Linked DNA regions of Mus musculus: all the other regions are linked to region 3. The links are chromatin contacts, called in public HiChIP or PLAC-seq and promoter capture Hi-C maps. All regions are on one chromosome and are shown on one strand. The core of a region is the stretch at or near the end of the contact, and the rest is flanking DNA. Distances in the headings are between cores, read along the strand shown. Region 1 holds the start of Cip2a (cell proliferation regulating inhibitor of protein phosphatase 2A). Region 2 overlaps Morc1 (microrchidia 1). Region 3 holds the start of Nectin3 (nectin cell adhesion molecule 3).

Region 1 (3,664 bases), core at 109-2,608, 2.5 Mb after region 3:
GTAAAATAGTCTACTCTTAGGTTTCACTTCATGAAAAGCCTAAAGCAGTAAAATGCAGAGACACAAAGAGAAAGGTGCAAAAATACTTGTCAGCAAACTGGCTGCTCTTCGTTTTAGTGATGACGCATTCCTCGTTTATGTAGTGAATTCCAACAGTACTTTCCTATTTGGACTATTATTAGATGGTTGCTTCTCCGCAGGCACCACGTCCTCATCTTTGTTCTGAGTGACAGTCAATCCCTAGCCCCGTTATACATGTTTGTTTAAAATGGAATGAATGAATGCATGAATGAATGCACTAGCTACAAACTCTCATGTGACTATCTCAACGGCACAATCTTTTTCCAGCCATCAGTTAGCTTTACTTTTATTTTCTTTTAATATGAACATAAATGACGTCTTTAAAAGGTACCAATACAAACGAGAAAAAAACAAAAAACAAAAAGGAACGTTCCCTGAATTCCCACAATTTCAGAAGAACTTAGTCAAATGGGCATTTACTCGATCCCACAACCTAGCTTAAGCTCCTGAACCAGTTGCTGACTCACTTCGTTATTAGATCCGTGCACATCATTACCTCCGATTAAAATAATAATAATAATAAAATTCTCAACGGTGCCTTTCTTTCTTTTTTTTTTTTTTTTTTTTTTTTTTTGACGCCACAGAAATGTGCAAAATAATCACGCCAGACAAGAACAGGCCCCTCAGCCTACAGACATCAAAGCTGACAAGAACGCGTCCGGGAGCGACTCCGGGATGCTCTCTCTCTATGGGGGGTTCTGACAAATCCTACCGTAAAGTTCCGGCTGCCTCATCACGGAACCCCGACCGCCACAGGTCTTAGCCTGCGCGAGTCGCCTGCGGCCACCAGGGACCAGGGCCGCAGAACCTGAGGCCCCTCTCCCGCCGCCTCCAAACCTACGCCCCCACCCCCAGCTTCGGCGGCTCCGAGTTCCTCACCGTGTCTAGACTAGGGGGGAGCGGCCGTGTCTCGGGCAGAGGCTGAGGCACGCACGGAAAGCCGAGCCCGCCGCGCCCAGGCCGAGGAAGGCCCGGGGACCGAGCCCGCGCGGCACGGAGACCCCCGTTCGCCCCAGAAGCCCTCCACAGAATGAGCCCGCACGAGCTCGTCTCGCGAGATTCCCGCGTGTTCGCGGACCTCCAGCCGAAACCTCGCGGCCTCTCCGCCAAAGGGGGACTGCGGCGGGGGTGGGAGGGGATGGCTCCCTGCCACCTTCCCGCAACCCCAGCGCCTGGAACCCAGGCCCACCCTGCCAATCACCGACTGCAGTCCCACCCGCTGCTCCCAGACTTCCGGAGTCCGACCGGAACAGGAAGCTGCCAGGCGCAAGAGGGGTGGGGCTTAAAAAAAATCAAAAAATGCGCGGCGACCGCTGAAGACAGAGGGTGGCTGGTGTCGGTGGTCGCTGACAGGCCGGCTCGTCGGCATGGATTCCACCGCCTGCTTGAAGTCCCTGCTCCTGAGCATCAGTCAGTACAAGGCCGTTAAGTCGGAGGCGAACGCCACTCAGCTGCTGAGGCACTTGGAGGTAAGGAGGTTCGGGGTGCGAGTGGGTGTCCCCTCCTTCGGTCCCCTCCTGTTTTCTTGTGGGGCCGGAAGATGGAGGTCTCGCCCTGGGCAGACCTGCAGCTGCTTCGCTGTCCTTGCACTGGCGACAGCGACTGGGTGTGCGCAACGAGTGGGTGCCAGGAGGGGATTGTGTACGGACCCAAACCAGGAGGCTTTGGGGTGTATGCGAGCGCAGTGTGTGTGTGTGTGTGTGTGTGTGTGTGTGTGTGTGTGTGTACGGACCCAAACCAGGAGGCTTTGGGGTGTATGCGAGCGCACTGTGTGTGTGTGTGTGTGTGTGTGTGTGTGTTCCGGATCTTTTTTTAAGGTGCTGTATTAGTCAGGGTTCTCTAGAGTCACAGAACTTATGGAGTATCCCTTTATATTAAGTGGATTTATTGTAAGGACTTAAAGTTTCGCTCCTACTAACCCAACAAGTGGGGAAGCTAGCTGTGACTGGGAAGTCCAGGAATCTAGTAGTTGCTCACTCCCTCAACACTAGTTGTTTTCGCTGGTCATCTGTGTAAGCGGGAATCCTGAAGAAGTAGGTTCCAACTGGAAAGTCAGTGTAAGCAGGCAAAGAAGAGTGAGAATTCCCTCTTCCATTGTCCTTATGTAGTCCTCCAGTAGGAGGTAGAGCCCAGATTAAAGGTATGAATCACCACACCTGGATTTGGAACTTGCAATCCCAGCTGGCCTTGAACTCAGGAGACTTGTCTCATTCCCCTGGGATTAAAGGTATGTACTACCTTGCCTGGGCCTACGCTTTTCATGGCCACTATGCCTCGAGATCTGGATCAAAAGCACATCGCCCCATGTCTGAAGCCTGTGTCTTCCAGCCTCAAGATCTGGGCAGATGTGCCCTCCATTTCTGGATTTAGTTCATTCCAGATGTAGCCTTAGTTGACAACTGGAATAGATATCACAAGTGCCTATTTTCTATGTCTGTTTTGTTTTCTTTGTTGAATATTGAGTGGCTTCATTCACCGAAGATAATCAGGGCAATTCATTCAGGTTGTATGTATAAACAGGACTCCTTTTTTTATGTGTAAGTATTTATGTAGATATTTATGTAAGTGTTCCACGGATCCAAAAATACATTTGGATTGTTTTCAGAACTGTGTGGAATTAAGAATAAGTGCATTCCAGTCATATATTTTTATTATGGTTGAACGCAACCCTCTTTTATAAACCTACCAGTAGAACTATCAGGTCTTAAGGGCTTATGTTCCTCTTTTTGTTATTTTAATATTCTTTTAAATGTTTGTCTGTGTGTGATGTATGCGCATGTGTGGGCAGGACCCTCAGAAGGCACAAGGCTCTGTTCCCTGGAGCTGGTCTTGATAGCAGCTGTGAACTCCTTGAGGTACTGCTACTCCAACTCAGATTGTCTGCGGAATAGTGCATGCACCTAGCTGCTGAGCCATCCAGCCCACATCCAGTAATGCTTCATGTTGCTAAAACGCCTTTCAAAAAGACCTTGGCATTACGTACTAGCAGTGCATTGATTTTGCCATCGCGCAACCAGGCCCATCCTTAGTTCTTAGTATTTACCGTTTTTGAGGGTGATGTAGTTTCCGAGGATACACAAATATTTATCATGAGAGACACGATTAGTCATTCGTCTGCACTGCTGCTGCAGTGTGACTTTATAACCCCACACAGTGTGACTGCAGTGTGACTTTATAACCCCACACAGTGTGACTGCAGTGTGACTGCAGTGTGACTTTATAACCCACACAGAACCTGTGCTTGGAGTCATTTTGCTCATGTTGGTCTAGTCTGATATTCGATGTGATGGCATTTCACATCACTGACCATGAGTCTAGTTATTAAAAGCGTGGCTTCAACCCCTTGGGGTATAAATCTGAGTCGTGCTTCTTTATCGTCAGTGTATGCATGCCCCAGTTTACTCAAAACACAAATTGAGTCAGAAGCACCTTTCTTACAGGGTTATGAGGATGAAAAGAGTTCCCAGGTGGAAAGCACTCTTAGGTCAGTGCCATGGCCAGATTAAGTGCTAGGCATCCTCATTGAGCTAGTTCCCATCAGTAAAAATTTAATTTTTACCTTATCTTAACTAATTACTAGATG
Region 2 (3,379 bases), core at 728-3,227, 2.1 Mb after region 3:
GCCCAATAGTTACTACATATATTTGATGCCTGCTAAGTAAACGCTGATTCCAGTGGCTAAAGGCCATATGGGATCCCAGCAGTCATTGGATATCCCTGAGGATTAATCACCTATTTAGAAAATAAGGCTGGTGCTTATAACCCATAAGCACTTATGTCATGAGGTTGTGAACATGTGATCTAATAGGTATGAACTTTGCTAAGTGATTGAGAAAGTGTTTAGTGGTGTTGGTTTTTATTGTCATTAATACTACAAAGCCATCTTATCCTCAGCTCCTCTTTCTATAAATACTAGTAGAAATATTTTTTTTAACAGATATTGTTCTGACACAGAAATTAAGTCATTCTCTCAAGACCCACAGGCTGTAGGAGGTAGTTCAAGGGCTTATTGGCTGTGCAAACTGCTTTTGCCTCAGGAGTGCAGGAAATGTTTACCTTTGTGTCAAGAGGGAATCCAGGATTAAATTTAGGTTTAGCCTAAAGACAGCTGTGTGCCTTGGGCCTAAAGGCAAGGAGGAATTGTAAGGGGAAGCACACAAGGATATCAGAACAGGCTGTGGAGTAAGATCAAGGGAAAGAGCGGGGCAGCGGAGGGCAGTGCGTGAATGACTTATAGATCTTGACTTTCACTTTTTCTGTCAGTTCTGTGGATCTGAATGGAAAGTGGAATGGATGGGAGTGGGCTGGACACTATGGGAGTCAAGAGGGAGAGGGTGGTCTAGCGAGGTTCCTTGCTCACAAGTAATAGCAACCAGTCTGGAGGGAGCTGGAGCAGTCACGATGATGATTGCACATTTCTAGATGAGCTTTGCATATAGCTCCTGGAAGGCAGAAATAGACAGTCAACAGGCACGGGGTGTGTGCTCAAAGGGCCACTGCTTCGGGTGTGGCTGAACTGACTTGTTTGTTTGTTTGTTTGTTTGTTTAAATAGATTCATTTCTTTTGTGTTTTTGTCTTAATGGTCAGATCTTTGTCTCAAATGGAGAGTCCTGCCTTCCTCTTCCAATTACCAGGAAAAAGGATTACCTGACCTATGGATTTGTGCCAGTAATCCCAACAACCTGGAAAACAGGTAAGTGTTGAGTAATTCTCCAAAAATTCTCTTGTCAATGTAAAATTCCTAAGGTATCCCTTATAAACCTTGAAAGTGTCAGTTATAGAGAGATTTTTACCTTAGAGGCCCATTTCTCTTTAAAGCCTTTGTAAACTCCTTGGCTATCTATGAGAATATTGTTGGTTAGTATATTTTTCTATTGATTTAAACTGATCTGGCCGGGCGGTGGTGGCGCACGCCTTTAATCCCAGCACTTGGGAGGCAGAGGCAGGTGGATTTCTGAGTTCGAGGCCAGCCTGGTCTACAGAGTGAGTTCCAGGACAGCCAGGGCTACACAGAGAAGCCCTGTCTCAAAACAAACAAACAAAAAACAGATCTGCTATCACAAAGCACAGGGCCTCATGTGTGTGGGCCTTCCACCTAGCAGGAAGCCTTGGCCTCCTGAGCTGCATCTCCCATCCATGCACACAAGCCAACAACTTGCTCTTACAGGAGTGTTCCTGAGAGGGTGTGTCCAGCAGCTCTAAGCTGTTAGAATATATGATTTAAAAAAAAATTAAGTCATGTATTGATTCCATTATTTTATATGCTAGAGGAAAAAGTTCAGACTAAACAGGAAAAAGGGCTGATTAAATATTGATGGCTGTCGAGCCCTTTTAGACTAATATCCTTTCTCTAGGGAAGGGAGTTAGTATTCCTTTTTAATAGAGGCATCTTCGCCCCACCCCAGCACTGCTTTCTCTGTACAATCTCCTCTATGTCCTTAGAGCTAAAGAGTAAAGGGATCACTTTTACTAATGTGGACCCGAGAGTAATCCCTCTTCTTCAAGTATGTTTATCCAGCTCTGAAGACTAACCCCCCGGGAAGCTGCCTTTCACAGCTTTCTTTACTTCCATTGTCCCGTGACCCTGAACTAGCATGCTCTCGCCCTCATCCCTTAGCAACTAGGGATGCCTCACAAAGCATTGCAGAATCATCCTCAAGACCACATTAACTTTGTCCCTTTTACGCATCCAGATAATTCCACTTGCAAGGAGAGGCAAGACAAATTTAGTTGTGTTGACAGAAAATTGATGGACTCTGAAACTATAAATACCAGAAAGTGCTTCTATTTCTTGTTCCCCGAAGTCCCTGAACCTTTCAACACAATGGCATAATACTGACCATCTGTATGTCATCCCCACTGAACAGATTATAATAAAATATGCAGAAAACAGCAGCAGGAGGCTTAGCAAGATGTAAGAGCATCTAATTGGGAGCAGACGCTTCCTGCATAGGGAACTCACAGTCTGTTGTGTGGATACGATGACTCCTGGGGGAAGACTGGGAATCAGTCCTGTGACCTCACTCAGTCCTCTGATTCAGCGTCGCAGTCTGGACCTACCTTCATGAAAAGTGGGGATTGATGTCTGCCAGGAGACCTATGCACTGTTGAGTTTAGATGATAGAATCATATAAAATAAACTCATATAAACAAACCTGATATGGTTGTGTATTAGGGCATGTTCTGTGAGAACAAGAACTGTCAAGAGTCTTGAGAGTAGACAAGGTATTGCCTAGAGTCCCAGAGCCTACAGTTGGTGGTCCAAAATGGCTTCCTAGTAGCCACCAAAATCAATGCTAGTGGATGGCGTTTGAATGAACAATGGTCTATGAAACAGAACTTGAGACAGAAACACCCCTTTTGTAAACACAAAAGCTTACCCTTCCATCTTCATAAAAGTCCTGTGAACTCATTCCATCCCTAAGAGGAGAAAGCACAGATACCCAGAAGGCTTTAGTGACCTGCTGGCGATTCTCCCTTCAAGCTGAACTTGAAGCAGAGAGTCTGTAATAGAACATCCTATGGAACTCAGTTCCACTTTACATGCATTTAATGATTAAAACCATCTTACCCATTGTAGTATTCAGGGCCAGCAGCCTGGACAAACTAACATAGAGCCAGTTTTGTTGAGGCTACTGAAGTCTTGTTTGTTTTCTGGTTCAAGCACAGAGGGAAACTACATTTTTGTTACAATCTCTGAGAAATAGCTGTCAGCACGCTCCCATTATATTCATGATATGCATTCATCTGTATTGAATGCAGGGATCACCAGCGGGGTAAAAATGATGCCTGTATTTGGCTGAAGCAAAGTCTCCTCTGTTTCAGAAAGGATGCAAAATACATAGAGGTTGTACTGCATATTAAAATTGTCCAAAGATCTTTGAAGGTAGACAGTTGCGTGTGCTTCATTTTAATAAAATACTTCCTTTCTCTGTTCTGAATAAAAACTTAACATGGCCAGGAGGTTCTTTTCTCAAATGAAGTAGTCCTGTGTAAATGC
Region 3 (3,780 bases), core at 567-3,066:
ACGAGCCGCCGTAATGGCTCATAAGAACAGCATACAAATTCTATGTAGAACTTAATATTACCTTAAGAAGGGAGCTAAAGGCTTAAAACTTACAGGACTAAAAGCTGTTGTCTCGGGACCAAACATCTGGAGAGTGGGGATATGGAAACTGGACATGCTGGACATGATAGCATGTCGTTTCTCACAAAGCACTCCATGTAAATCAAAACCTTGACTTACAGCACTGGAAATGTACTAAAATTCTCAGTCTGTAAGTGGCACTCAACCTCAACATAATTTCCTCTCCCTATGAACTAACTACCCTGACTCACCTACCAGGAGCAGATTTTTCTTTCTTCTGCATCAGAGCACTAAGGAAATTTGTTCACATCTCTCCCTTATAATAAATACGGGTACATCAGCTTTTAAGATTTCATATGCACTGATAACCATTGTCTGAAAAAAATCTAAATCTAAGTTGTATTCCTCCATCTTTCCCGTCAGCAATCCTTAAATGAACAACACCTTGCGGCATTTTGATATTACCCAGACATTCAATAGCCTAAGACTGACTGGTAGCTTTATTTCACCAAATCAATGCTGTCCACTGATTACCACGTCCACTTCTCTAGCATGAAAAGTAAATATATCATTTCATTTTCATCTTCCTTAAAAAAAAAAAGTAGGTCTCTAAAACTAGTCTCAGATTCCGGGAACGGAACTTACAAAGAGATTAGCTCCTAAATCTGGAATAAAAGAGGCACACTGGAGAAACCCGGGGCTACTTGTTTTAACAGCCAGGGAACAGTAGGTGCAATATGTATTCAAAAGGTAAATCTTGCGTCCCCGAGAACAAGGTTTTCTTCTAAAATAACCAGGGGCTGCGTGAAGGACGTCCAAAAACTGGAAGGCGGCGTGAGGGTACCATCTGGGATCAACCCAAAGATCCAAAGGTTACCAGGGCACAAATCGTGCTGGAAGGGGGATGCAGGCGCAGAGTGGGTTTTTAAGATGGTGCCTTCTCCCGGAGGCCAGGAGGCGTGGACCCGAAGGCTACAGTGCGCTGGGCTAGTGTCCACAGGGTTTCCGGACTTGCAGCTCAAGTTTCATCGGAGAGAAAGGAGGAGGCGGCAACATGCACTCAGGCATCCTAACCTCAGCCTAGAAGTCCGCGCTCTCCGCTTCGGCGCATCAGCTCGGAAGTAACGGTTCCCGGGGCACGCGGGGCTCCGCGCACCGAGCTCCACCGCCAGCCCTGGGGGCCCAGCGCGACGACCCGCGCGGCCTCGGGGGGCGGGAAGCCAGCGGTCGGCGCCCTGTTCGCTCTCCCTGCCCTTCCCGGGCCTCGCCCGGGGCGCGGCGAAAAGTTTCCAGGCAAAGTCCGCGGCGGCCGCTCGCGCAGCCAACCGCCCGGCACAACCGCCTCGGCTAGCCTCGCCGCCCGCGCCCGCCCTGCTCAACCCCTCGCTCGCCCGCTTCACCTACCACAGAGCCGGGAGAAGAGAAGCAGGGGAATAAGCAGCAGCAGCAGCGGCGGCGGCGTCGGGGCCGGCAGCAGCAGTCCGGCCGCGGGAGGAAACGCCGAGGAAAGTTGTGCTTTGCCGCCTCCAGGACACAACGGGGCCGGGCCCGGGGTCCGCGCCATGCCCGCCTTGCCCCGGCCCACCCGCTCGCCCGCGCCCCGGCGCCTCAGGCTCTGGGTGGCGGCGGCGGCGGCGGCCGCGGCGCGGAAGGGCCAGCGCGCGTGTCCTCAACCCCCGGCTCCTGCGCCGTCGCCGCCCGCCGCCACTCGGCCGAGCGCTCGCGGCTGCCTCGACTCCGCCGTCGCCGATGCCACTGCCGAGGCTGAAGCGGGAGCCGCCCGCCGCCGCCACTCCCCTCCCCGCGGTCCCCGCCCGCCGCGAACTCCTGGGAACTCGGAACGCACCACCCCGCCCTGCGGGAGGGGGAGCCGCCGACCCTCACTACCGGGACGAGCCCGCCCTCCCTGCCGCCGGGCTGCCTGGACGCCGGCCGAGCCGCCCGCCGAGTCTCCTCCCACCCTCTCTCCCCACACGCTCCTCCCACTTCCAAAAGAAAAAAAAAAAAAACTTCATCCACTTGGAAAACCGGGCTTCTCCCGAGGCTAAGCAATCTGGACCAGGCAAGGCGGCCCCGCCCCTTGGCCCCGCCTCGTCTCCCCCCCTCGCCAGCGCTGGAGATGGTCTCGCCCACTCCGCCCCTCGCGGGGCTGGGGCCGCCGGGGCACACAGAGGCGCTCCGAGGCGGAGGGCTGCGGGACTCCTAGTCCTGCCTTTTTCTCCTCCAGAGTGGCGAGGTTCCCCTAGCGGGACCAGGGATAACCAGGGGGGTGAGGGGAAGGCAAGATGAGGGTACCGGCTCTCCGCGGGTCGGAGCGGGGGGTTGCCTAATTTGGGAAGCTGGATACCGCGGGGCTGGACCAGCCTTCTCCCTCCTCACCCAGGCGTAGGGACTGAAAGGAGATTCTCCACTCCTCCCTCCTCCCCAGGAGCATCCCGGTTCTCCTCTGTCCGGGACCGGTGTTGGCCCAGGCGTTTAGCCTGCTTTTTACACCGGGAGGGAGGCTTGTTGGAAGGGTCAGCGGAGCTGCCGGAGGACAGGAGGGGGCCCTCCGAAAGGTTTGCTCTCTAGCTCTTGCTTCTCTTGGGCTGCCCGTTTGTCCACTTTCTGCGCCGGGCGACCGGCAACAGGAGGCCATGGATCTCCCATGCGAGGTCTTCGAGTGTGGTCTTGTTTTCTCTTTGATCGTTCGCATGTTCGCACTTGTAATTTTATTTTCTCGCGTGTCTCTCTTTGAGTTATTCTCAGAAAAGTGACCTCGGGAAGTATTAAACATTTACCCTTAAGAGGAGCATCTGTGATTCACCATAACCCTCCCTCAAACCCCCAAAGCTTGTCTGCCCTTCCCTCCTCCTCTATCCGCCACGCACAGCCGGAGTGACTTGACCTTGAAGCCCCAGTTACCGTAGGGGGAAGGAGATGGATGAACAGTTTGGGCTATCTGCGGAGGCGGTGGAAGCGGAGGACACCGTCCGGAGGCCGGACACCATTAATTTTATGTTGTCCTACCATCCCCACCAGATAGCTAAAGATGTGCTCCAATAAGAATAACAGCCACCCAGAGAGCAGCCTGTGGCCACTAAAGTAAAGCTTGCCTGGTGCCCACGACAACGTCGTGCTCCAGACTGAGTCACTGGGATCTCCTCGGCTTAACACACTGATTTATGATGTCTTACTCACCTCCGTAGCATCCTATCCAGTCTCTCTTCTTTTTTTATCTTGCTCCCAGCACTGGGGCTACTTGTATTCATTACTTCCACCCCTTCCGTCTTTCTCCCTCCATCTGCCCGCCCCAGTCTTCCTGCAATCACTGCCTTCTATCACCTATCCACCTATCCTCCCGATGCACTTATGAATAAACCTTGCCCTGCATTGCTGGGGAGATCCCCCGGATGATGCTCATAATTGACAAACTGTAGCTATTGTGACATCCCCTCAGCTGTGCTGACACCACTCTTTCCCTTGAGAACACTTCTTCCCCTCTTTTCACATTCCCTAAATCTAATTTCACTGCTAAATTTAGACAGAGCCCACTGCTGCAACCACCAGCTAATTATCTGTTTAGATAGCACTTTAACACGTTGCTGAGTTTCAGTTAAATGTTAACCAAAATTTTAATATCGTTAGCCAATTTCATTTCCCCAGTCTTCCCCTGATGGCTCCAGATTCCAGGAAAAATAATTTAGCTAACATTTTTTAAAGGTGCCAAAGGCTTAATTC

The links. Promoter capture Hi-C pulls out the DNA fragments that hold promoters and counts their contacts. HiChIP or PLAC-seq counts read pairs in DNA pulled down with a chosen protein or histone mark.
Region 1: a promoter capture Hi-C map of pre-B cells shows a contact between it and region 3, with 4 times the contacts expected there. The contact joins the promoter of Cip2a here to the promoter of Nectin3 in region 3. A contact is called at or near these places in 10 of 39 promoter capture datasets (the 3T3-L1 cell line, cranial neural crest, frontonasal cranial neural crest and 5 more), 3 of 484 Hi-C or Micro-C datasets (LSK cells, Sertoli cells and uterus), 5 of 115 datasets of contacts at active chromatin or transcription factors (the NIH/3T3 cell line, astrocytes, embryonic forebrain and 2 more) and 1 of 9 other capture datasets (adipose tissue).
Region 2: a contact with region 3 is called in an H3K4me3 HiChIP or PLAC-seq map of stem cell-derived neural progenitor cells, with 8 times the contacts expected there. The contact joins the enhancer-like site here to the promoter of Nectin3 in region 3. A contact is called at or near these places in 8 of 39 promoter capture datasets (the C10 cell line, cranial neural crest, embryonic stem cells and 5 more), 7 of 484 Hi-C or Micro-C datasets (DN3 thymocytes, the G1E-ER4 cell line, LSK cells and 3 more), 9 of 115 datasets of contacts at active chromatin or transcription factors (astrocytes, embryonic forebrain, embryonic hindbrain and 5 more) and 3 of 9 other capture datasets (adipose tissue, embryonic stem cells and liver).

Annotation. Positions count from the first base shown.
Region 1 is chr16:48,992,830-48,996,493 of GRCm38.p6, forward strand. Cip2a (cell proliferation regulating inhibitor of protein phosphatase 2A) reads left to right here and starts at 1,359. Exons shown (of 21, transcript NM_172616.2): 1 at 1,359-1,550. The coding sequence starts at 1,449. It overlaps Dzip3 (DAZ interacting protein 3, zinc finger), which reads right to left and starts at 1,313. Exons shown (of 32, transcript NM_001110017.2): 1 at 961-1,313.
Region 2 is chr16:48,560,569-48,563,947 of GRCm38.p6, forward strand. It overlaps Morc1 (microrchidia 1), which reads left to right. Exons shown (of 27, transcript NM_010816.1): 16 at 967-1,072. Among named protein-coding and RNA genes, the nearest start is that of Gm41458, 52 kb to the right of the region's middle. Within about 2 kb of position 1,978, at least 14 of the 459 cell types and tissues checked have an H3K27ac peak or open chromatin away from gene starts, as enhancers often do. A contact at or near this core is called in embryonic stem cells, neural tube, second pharyngeal arch cranial neural crest and 1 more, where this site is marked.
Region 3 is chr16:46,495,151-46,498,930 of GRCm38.p6, forward strand. Nectin3 (nectin cell adhesion molecule 3) reads right to left here and starts at 1,817. Exons shown (of 6, transcript NM_021495.4): 1 at 1,465-1,817. The coding sequence starts at 1,624.